2 separate regions of the Mus musculus genome follow, and region 1 is linked to region 2. The links are chromatin contacts, called in public promoter capture Hi-C maps. All regions are on one chromosome and are shown on one strand. The core of a region is the stretch at or near the end of the contact, and the rest is flanking DNA. Distances in the headings are between cores, read along the strand shown. Region 1 holds the start of Cldn7 (claudin 7). Region 2 holds the start of Sox15 (SRY (sex determining region Y)-box 15).

Region 1 (4,315 bases), core at 920-3,419, 310 kb before region 2:
CCCAGCCGATAAAGATGGCAGGTCCAAACTCGTACCTGTAGGGAGAAAAGATTGGAGTCAAAACGGACCTGATGTCTCCCAAGTCCACATAATCTTTTTGTTTGTTCTTTCAAGACAGGGTTTCTCTGTGTAGCCTTGGCTGTCCTGGAACTCACTTTGTAGACCAGGCTGGCCTCGAACTCAGAGATCCGCCTGCCTCTGTCTCCCAAGTACTGGGATTAAAGGCGTGTGCTACCACGCCCAGCATAATCTGGTTCTTACTGGTTCTTTAGACTGGAGACTTACTTAACGTTCATGGGCGTCAAGGGGTTATAAAAGTCTGTGACAATCTGATGACCAATCCAGGAACATGCTACCAAGGCAGCAAGACCTAGAAAGAGAAAGAAGATTCTGGTATTGGGTGTCCAGACCAAGATCTTGACTATGCTCTTCTGGGTGAAAGACTGAGCCCCTTGGTCCCACCCTGGACCCTTGAGGCTCACCTGCCACAATGAAAACAATGCCTCCAGTCATAGCTATTCGGGCCTTCTTCGCTTTGTCATCTCCCCCACAGCGTGTGCACTTCATGCCCATCGTGGCGACAAACATGGCTAAGAAGCCCAACACCAGGGACACCACCATTAAGGCTCGAGTGGCCTGCAGGGCTCCTGCAGGGGAGGAAGGCGGCGGTCATTGCTGGAAATGGCAGGTAGCCTTAGGATGGCGCCAGCCTTAGTGCTGCAGACCGCGCCCACTAACCCCTGGACCGTGGTCCGCCTGTCTGGTTCCGCCGGCAGCCTGGGGCCCCCTAGTCCAAGGCAGGCCTTGTGCAGACGGTTCCCGCCCCCATCCCGCCACCAAGTCCTTTCCGCTCCCCGCCCCGCCCTGCGCTCCAGAACCCGCCCGGGGCGCCAAGGTTTCGATGAAACCGTTCCAGGTAGGGGGGAAGGGAGAAAGGGGGCGAAAGAGAAGTGCAGGTGGCGGCTAAGGCCCTCGCTCCAGCCACACCAGCCGGCGCGTGTCCTAGCTTTGGCCCCGCTATCGAGGCCACCGAGTTTGTGGCTTCAGCTAATCGGCCGATAAGATTAGAGGCCACAAGTACGGTCCCACGTCTAACGAGGGCACGATTCCGCGGCCCTGAGAACCTCCGTCCCTCTTCTCCTTTTGTCCAGAGAAAGAAGCAGGGGAAGAGAGAGACCACTGACTGCCAGGGGTTGGGGGGTGCTTCGCCCAGGAAACCCCCCCAAAAAAAATCTGGGCAGAGGGGCGTGGACCCACGTGGGACACCCAGATCAGATCCCAGGCACGCTCTCTCTCTGTCCCACCGACTGAGCCCAAGGCGTCCACTTCCTCCTCCCTGGCAACCCCGGGCGCCGGGCAGTGCGGCCTGGGCCCTGCCCCACACCCAACCCGGCCACCTTGACCCTGGGCACGTCCGCCCCGTCGGTCCCACGGCCTTACCCGGCAGGGCGAGCACCGAGTCGTACATTTTGCAGCTCATCATGCCGGTGCTCTGCGTGACGCACTCCATCCAGAGCCCCTTGTACATGGCCTGGGCTGTGATGATGTTGTCGCCCGCATAGGAGCTCATCTGCCACTGAGGGATGGCAGTGCTCGCTATCAGGCCCACCCAGCCAAGCATGGCCATTGAAAAGCCCAGCAGTTGCAGGCCCGAGTTGGCCATTTCCTTGTCTCAGAAAAGACGGGACGCGCCGGGAGGGCGACCCTACAGTAAAGCAAAAAAACAAAAAAACAAAAATCCGGGGAGCAGCAACACAAGAAAATTTGGATAGAGATTTAAGTCACCCAAAGGAGAAAAAGATTTTTTTTTGGACCGGGTAACTACAAATCTTGTTAACCGAGGTAAACACAAATCGTCCCCTCCGGTGAAGCGACACTCTCACAGCAGAGGGAACCGGCTTCGCCCGAAGGACTGGTTCCAGACAAAAGCGGTCCCCGAAGGCCGGGCGGTTCCTACCGGCGTGCTCCGAGACTACCCAAAGAAGTGGAGGGGCCGTTAGGGCGTGGCCCCCAGAAAGTATGCGGGCCCTTGGGCCCCAGGCTGCGGTGCGCGGCACAGGGAGCTGGCGGTGCGGCGGCAGGTGCGGGCGAGCAGGTGCGGCGCACCTGAGTATATATATGCAGGACGTCGGGGACGCGCCCCCGCAGGCACCCGGAGCGCTGCAACTTGGGCGGGACCAGAGGGGCAGTCGAGTGACCTGACGTCACTGAAGGGACACTCACCTGAACCGGAAGTCTTGGCCCCTACCCCCTCCTCGTCCAGGTGAAGAGGAAGAAACCTGAGCTCCAGGGTCACGCCCCTTCATTTGCCTGGCTCTAACCGTTGATGGGAAATAGGCGACGGCTTCTCAGAAGTCCCTGGGGTCGGAGTCTGCCCTGCAGACTCCAAGTGGCCCCTTCCTCTCCTTTCCATACAGGTGCGCCTGGGTCGCTGCGGAGCCAGTACCCTCAGACGCCCCTGGAAAGGCTCCTCGCCATCCTTCCCCTGCAGGTTTCGGCGCGTGCCACTTGTCCAGCCCGACTTTCGTCTCCACTCTCAGCTCTTTTTTTCTTTAGTCTCCTACCAAGGCCTGTCTCATCATCAGGGGCCCTAACCCATTACGGTAAAATCACCCGTGCTGCATGCACCCTTCTAGGAATTTCTACTCTCAGACAGTCTAGCAACCTACCGCTTCACCGCTCAAGCCCTCCACAAGACACGGCTCTCCGACAGTCCTCCCACAGGCCTGGTCCCAGGACCAGGTAGGTACAGGACTTAGCACCTGAGCCTGTCAGTGTCTCCTCCAACATAGAGGCTCCTTCTACCCGAAGGAGTTTTCCGAGGGTGGGGAGAAGGGTAAGACCTAGGTCAGAGAGTCTGACACGACACGCCCAACATTCCCCTCCCCAGGTTGTCATTTCTGGTTTACCTTCATTTTCCTCACTTCCTTCTCCATCCACACACTTTCTCTTTCCTTCATTCTGAGCTTCCGGGGACCTGTTTGTGTGCCCTTTCGGTGCCCTCCGACCCACTCTAGCATCTTAATTCATCCCTTAGAAAGTCTAGCTTAAGGCTGGGGAGATGGCTCAGGGGTTAAGAGCACTGACTGCTCTTCCAAAGGTCCTGAGTTCAAGTCCCAGTAAACACATGGTGGCTCACAACCATCCATAATGAGATCTTGACACCCTCTTCTGGTGTGTCTGAAGACAGCTACAGTGTATTTAAATATAATAATAAAATCTTAAAAAAAAAAATAGAAAGCCTAGCTCAGCCTCCACTCCTTCCAGCTTTCCCAGAACTTTGACCATCCTTCCTCCCAGCTTGGCTTCTAAGGTTCTCATTTATCTTTCCCCTTTTCCTGCCTTCTGCATTTTTATTCACCCCCCCCAACACACACACACACACACACACACACACACACACACACACACACACTTCCAGACTAAGGTTGCTCCCTCCAGACCCTTGGAGCCCAGTAGCCCAGTGTGTCCATCACTGCCCCCCTGAACTCTTTCTAGTTCTTTCTTCCAGTCTACCTCTCCTACAACCTCCTTCCACCTCTCAGACCTTCACAGGTCTTTCTTCCTTTTGCTAGTTTTTTGGTTTTTTATTTACGTTTATGTGCACTGGTGTTTTCCCTGCATGTATTATGTTTCTGTGAAGCTTGTGACAGATGTGTGTGTGGGTCCTAGGATTTGAACCCAGGTCCTCTGGAAGAGCAGTGCTCTTAACCACTGAGCCCATTCTCCAGACCCTCTCTCTTGCTAGTTTTTTAAAGTCAACACCTTCTCCTTTCCCTTACACATTTCTATGTAAATCCTCCATTTATCCAGTAAACATATTTAATGCCCTTCTTGTTCAGCCAATTAACCTGCTTTTGTATAAAATGCAGAACTTTGTGAACTTTGTTATTTGTGTCTATTTTTTACCTTTTGGGTTATTTTCTGAGATGGTTTGTTTCTGTTTTTTGTTCGTTGGTTGAAAGGTTGGTGAGTTGGTACTTTTGAGACAGGATCTCACTCTGCAGCTCCATCTAGTTAAAGTTCACTATATAGACTAGGCTGGCCTGGACTTCACAAGTGGGCCACCTGGCTCTACTTCCCAATGCTGGGATCATAGATGTGGGCTACTATACACAACTGGGATTTGTTTTGTTTTCTTTTGTTTTTAAGGTGGTTTTCTTGTTGGATGTGGTTGGTGCATGCTTTTGGTAGATGGAGGCAGAAAAATAGACAGTTTAAAGCCAGCCTTCCAGAAGGGGAGTGCCTTCCAGCTCTGAAAGTCCAACATTTGTTTGTATATTTGGCAGTCACCATCACCGCCATATGCCTAGCT
Region 2 (4,255 bases), core at 847-3,346:
CGGGTGCAGTGTAAGCACCCTCCATTCCTCTAACTGCAGCCTCCTGAGCCAGGGTTGTGGGAGCAGTAAAGCTTGTGTAGGCCCTGCCTTCACTCACTCACTTCCCCAGATCCCTCCTTGTGAGCAGCTGGTTTACTGGAGCAGATGCTCTGGCCCTGTCCACTTACCTTCCTTTTGGACCAAGGACAGAGCCTAGAAAACTGTGGTTGGAAGCTAGTGGCTGCTTCCCTGTGCTGCCCGGGTGGGATGGTCTATTGGAGCCCAGTTCTGGGGGTGAGGGAGAGTGACTCAGATAAGGGCCCTGGGGTTGGGTGGGGAGGTTCCTGCCGAGGCAGGTCCTGGCGGAAGGGTGTGTGAAGGCGCTGGTTGCTGCTGTAGGGAGAGAATACAAATGGGACAATAAAAGACTCCGAAACATGGTTTTAATTGTACAAAATTGTGTTTAGTGTGCATTCTGGTTCCTTGGAGATCTGTAGGGGTCTGTGGGGTTGGCCCTGGGCGTCCCTGCCAGTTAAAGGTGGGTTACTGGCATGGGGGCTCCAGCAAGGGAAGTATTATATGGAGTGGAAGAGTCTGGGGATAGGTAAGGGGAGAAAGAGGGTCTTAGCTCCCCCTGGAGCCTGGGATCACTCTGAGGGAAGGTGCATGGTAAGGGGGCCTCCGGTCTGCAGTGGGAAGAGCTGTAAAAAGAAACATGGGGTCTGGAGGTTAGTCTTCTTGAATCGATTGGGCAGTGTCCTCAACTCTTCGTGGGGGACTGGTCTGACCAGTTTGCAGCAGACAGGGTTAGAGCTTGCCATTCAGCCAGCCTTGCTGGGTACAGCAGGCATGGAATGGGACCCTAGGGTGACTTAAAGAACAAGGTAGTTCTGTTGGGGCATGCTCAGCAGGCGGCTTGCGTGCTGCACGGCTGTTTGCCTCCTGGGGCAGCAGGCCAGGAAGGAGCAACAGGATGGGCTTGGTCTCTCCTTGCCCCCAGGGCTGGGAGAGGAAGATGGGTCACACAAGGGCCAGCCACAAGGAGAAACTGCCATCCAAAAGGCAGAGGTAGGACACATTAGTTGAGATGGAACAGCCACTATCCTGAACTCTGGGCCCTCAGCCTGGTGTAGCTTCTGCTTGGGTGGATTTGGGTTTAACTTGGCACTCTGGCCTCTGTTCCCACCCAGCTCTCAAGGAAGGGGGTCGTGTGGGAAGCATGGAACAGACAGATGGACACAATTAGGCACTCACGTGTAACTGCCAGGCAGGTAGGCTGTCGAATAGTTGGGGGGCTGGTACCCAAAGCCTCTGCTCCCTTGGGTAGTTGTGTACCCTGGCCCCCAGTGTGAGCCACCACATGCCAGGCCACCTCCTTCTTGGCTAAAGGGGACAGACCCGGTGCTCGAGTTTTTGCTCTTACGCCGGGGTCGGTACTTGTAGTCGGGATAGTCGCGGAGGTGGCGGGCACGAAGACGCTTAGCCTCCTCCACGAAGGGTCGCTTCTCTTCATCGCCCAGCAGCTTCCACTGAGCGCCCAAGCGCTTGGAGATCTCAGAGTTGTGCATCTTGGGGTTCTGCTGCGCCATCTGGCGGCGCTGAACAGAGCTCCACACCATGAAGGCGTTCATGGGCCGCTTCACCTTCTCCAGCGGAAGTCCCCCAGACGCTCCAGGGCTCCCGCCGGCCTCCTGCTCCTGGGGTCCTAAAGGCAAAGAGGCCGTGGAAGCCCGAGGATGCAGGCTCCAAGTCTCTGCTTGTGAGGAGCTGGTCAGCGCCATGGGTTGGAGGTGAAGCCTCTTTGAGAGGGCGTCTTGAATGCCCTTCTCCCAGAGCGAAGACTGGACTAGGAATATTTGGGTACTTAAGTATCTTCCAGAGCGCTTGAATCCAAACTTTGCTCCCAGCGATCGATTGTCACCTCTGGGAAGCTGAATTTAGAATCCTTGTCTGGAGCCCTTTACCGGAGAGGTAGTGTTCTCTCAGGTCTACCAGTCGCTCTTTCTACCCTCTGCTTCAGCGAGACAGGGTTCTTCTGTTGAAACTGCAGTTTCAAGCGTGCAGCTCTTGGTCTCCACAAAGTCCCAACAGCTGCCAGGAGTGCACCCAGGTGCTACAGGCCTTTCCCACCTGTACTCAGCCTCTAAAAGGCTGACTCCTCCCCAGACCCCTCCCAGTGGCTGTGCGGTTCTCTCCACCCCTCTTCTTTCTGCAAACCCAGGCGTCTTGTTCTTCCCAGTCCTTACACCTCCCCCTAGGGCACCACACCCCCCTAACGTTCCACCGGAGGCCTGGACGGCAGGCCTAAAAATTGTCTCAATTCTCAAGCACCAGCAATTTAAAGTAACTTCCTTCCCAAGAAGGGGAACCAAAGGCTCCCAGGGTCGATCAAACCCGGAGAATTTAAGAAGCTCTCACTCCCTATCAAAGCCTTTTCCGGTGTCTGTTGCTCCTTAAACCCCTGATCTGCCCCAGGGGAAAGAAACTCAAGGCCATTTTTGTTTTCTTAGTCATTCCAGCAGGTGCTAGGCAGATGAAAACATTCAAAGCCACTTCCAGTCCTGAGGTTCCCCATTGCCACTGAGTATTGCAAGTTTCATCTTTAAGCCCAAACCATGGACATGCCTCTGGGCCTGCAGATACACTTTTTAAAAATCTTCCTATTTTTTAAAAGGTTATGGATGGGGTGGGGCACAAGTGTCACCACTTTGTATATAGAGGTCAGAGGATAACTTTCACAAGTCCGTTCTCTTTCCCAGGTCAAGGTGGAGAGGTGGTAGTGGCTATCTCCGTGACTGATCTCAGGGGGCACCTAACCTTCTGAGCTATGGTTTTTGTTTTTTTTTTTTTTTTGTTTTTTGAGACAGGGTTTCTCTGTGTAGCCCTGGCTGTCCTTGAACTCAGAAATCTACCTAAGTGCTGAGCTGTTTCTTTACCCCTTTGATCCCTTTTTTCTTTTTTTTTTAAAGTGTAATTATTTGAGACAGGGAGTGCAGCATATAGCCCTGATTGGCCTGAACTCCTTGCTCCTTGTGTAGACTAGGCTGGACTTGATCAAGATCCATCTACCTCTGCCTCCTGGGTACCGGAATTTTTTTTTTCTTTCTTTCTTTAGTCTAATAATCCTGTCTTGCCCTTGAACTCACTCGATCCACCTGCCTCTATCTCGGACTAGAGTTCTGGGATTAAAGGCGTGTGCCCAGTACTGCCCAGCAGTTACATAGTTAAGAATCCCGATTTCCTCCATTCTAAGGTTTCTGGGAGAAAGCATTCAGCACACCCTCCTGAGGATCACGTTCAGTTCACCACAGTGCAGTGCACTGTACCTAGCTCTGGCGCTTCCCAATTCCGATAGTCACTACTCTTTACCCTTGAGGCCCCTAAAAGCTGAGGTCAGTGACATGGATTCTAGAGCTAGAGTGACACCAGGCCAGAAATACAACCTGCCCTCCTGAGTTCTAGAGGCTATGGTGAGGAAACCCTATTTTCCTCTCTGCTGAAGGCCCAGCCTGTGCCCCAGGCCCCAGATAATCGGATTAAACAGCCTGCTCAGACTCTCAGCTTCTACCAGGAACAGCTCCAGCTTCACGGAGCCTGGCCTATCCTCCTGTGACTCAGGGCTCAGGAGTGGCCCAACTCTCAACAACCAAGGGAGGGAAGAAACAGCAAGGTCTGAAGCACGGTCCTCTGGCCACGGAGAATTAAGGATGCAGCCATTCCCAGAATATCATCTTCCTGACACAGAACGAGGAGCTGATAATAAAGGCTATAGAACGAGAGCCAGGGACCAATGCCGGTCAGCCCTAGAGATTTAAACAGCCCAGACTGGGGACAAAGGCAACATGGGAAACACAAGGCCATTTGGATTTTTTTATTCTCTTTTTAAATACTGTACAGTGAAAAATAAATACGCCTTCTCATCCACCAGACAAGGTTATTTCCTCCCAACTCCCCTGGGAGACCTTGTCACCCCCCTTCATACATACCCCTGGTTCTATTCCAAAACCTTCCCCATGCCTCCCACCCACGAATACCCTCACTATCCCCGTCTTCCACAGTGATGAGGCCCCAGAAATGGGGGGTACAGGATGGGAGGAGGGATAGCAGGGGAGCCCCCCTGAACTGTCAAATCTGGGTGGGTCAAGGAGCACCCCCACCAACAGGCGGAGAATGGGGGTGTTCAGAGGTCGGGGCATTAGAGGATAAAGGCACATCCAGTCTGAAAGGGAAGGGGAGGCTCCCTCACCCTGGGGGTAGGGTGGACAAGAGGGAGGGG

The links. Capture Hi-C pulls out chosen DNA fragments and counts their contacts.
Region 1: a promoter capture Hi-C map of liver shows a contact between it and region 2. The contact joins the promoter of Cldn7 here to the promoter of Sox15 in region 2. A contact is called at or near these places in 6 of 39 promoter capture datasets (the SN4741 cell line, embryonic stem cells, hippocampal neurons and 3 more), 1 of 15 datasets of contacts at CTCF or cohesin (large pre-B cells), 9 of 115 datasets of contacts at active chromatin or transcription factors (bone marrow-derived macrophages, craniofacial prominence, embryonic basal ganglia and 6 more) and 3 of 9 other capture datasets (adipose tissue, liver and pancreatic islet).

The regions. Positions count from the first base shown.
Region 1 is chr11:69,963,275-69,967,589 of GRCm38.p6, reverse strand. Cldn7 (claudin 7) reads right to left here and starts at 2,169. Exons shown (of 4, transcript NM_016887.6): 1 at 1,441-2,169; 2 at 483-647; 3 at 286-370; 4 at 1-35. The coding sequence starts at 1,663.
Region 2 is chr11:69,652,878-69,657,132 of GRCm38.p6, reverse strand. It overlaps Sox15 (SRY (sex determining region Y)-box 15), which reads right to left and starts at 2,096. Exons shown (of 2, transcript NM_009235.2): 1 at 1,234-2,096; 2 at 406-680. The coding sequence starts at 1,760. The coding sequence ends at 512. Fxr2 (fragile X mental retardation, autosomal homolog 2) reads right to left here. Exons shown (of 17, transcript NM_011814.2): 17 at 3,836-4,255. It overlaps Mpdu1 (mannose-P-dolichol utilization defect 1), which reads left to right. Exons shown (of 7, transcript NM_011900.4): 7 at 1-436.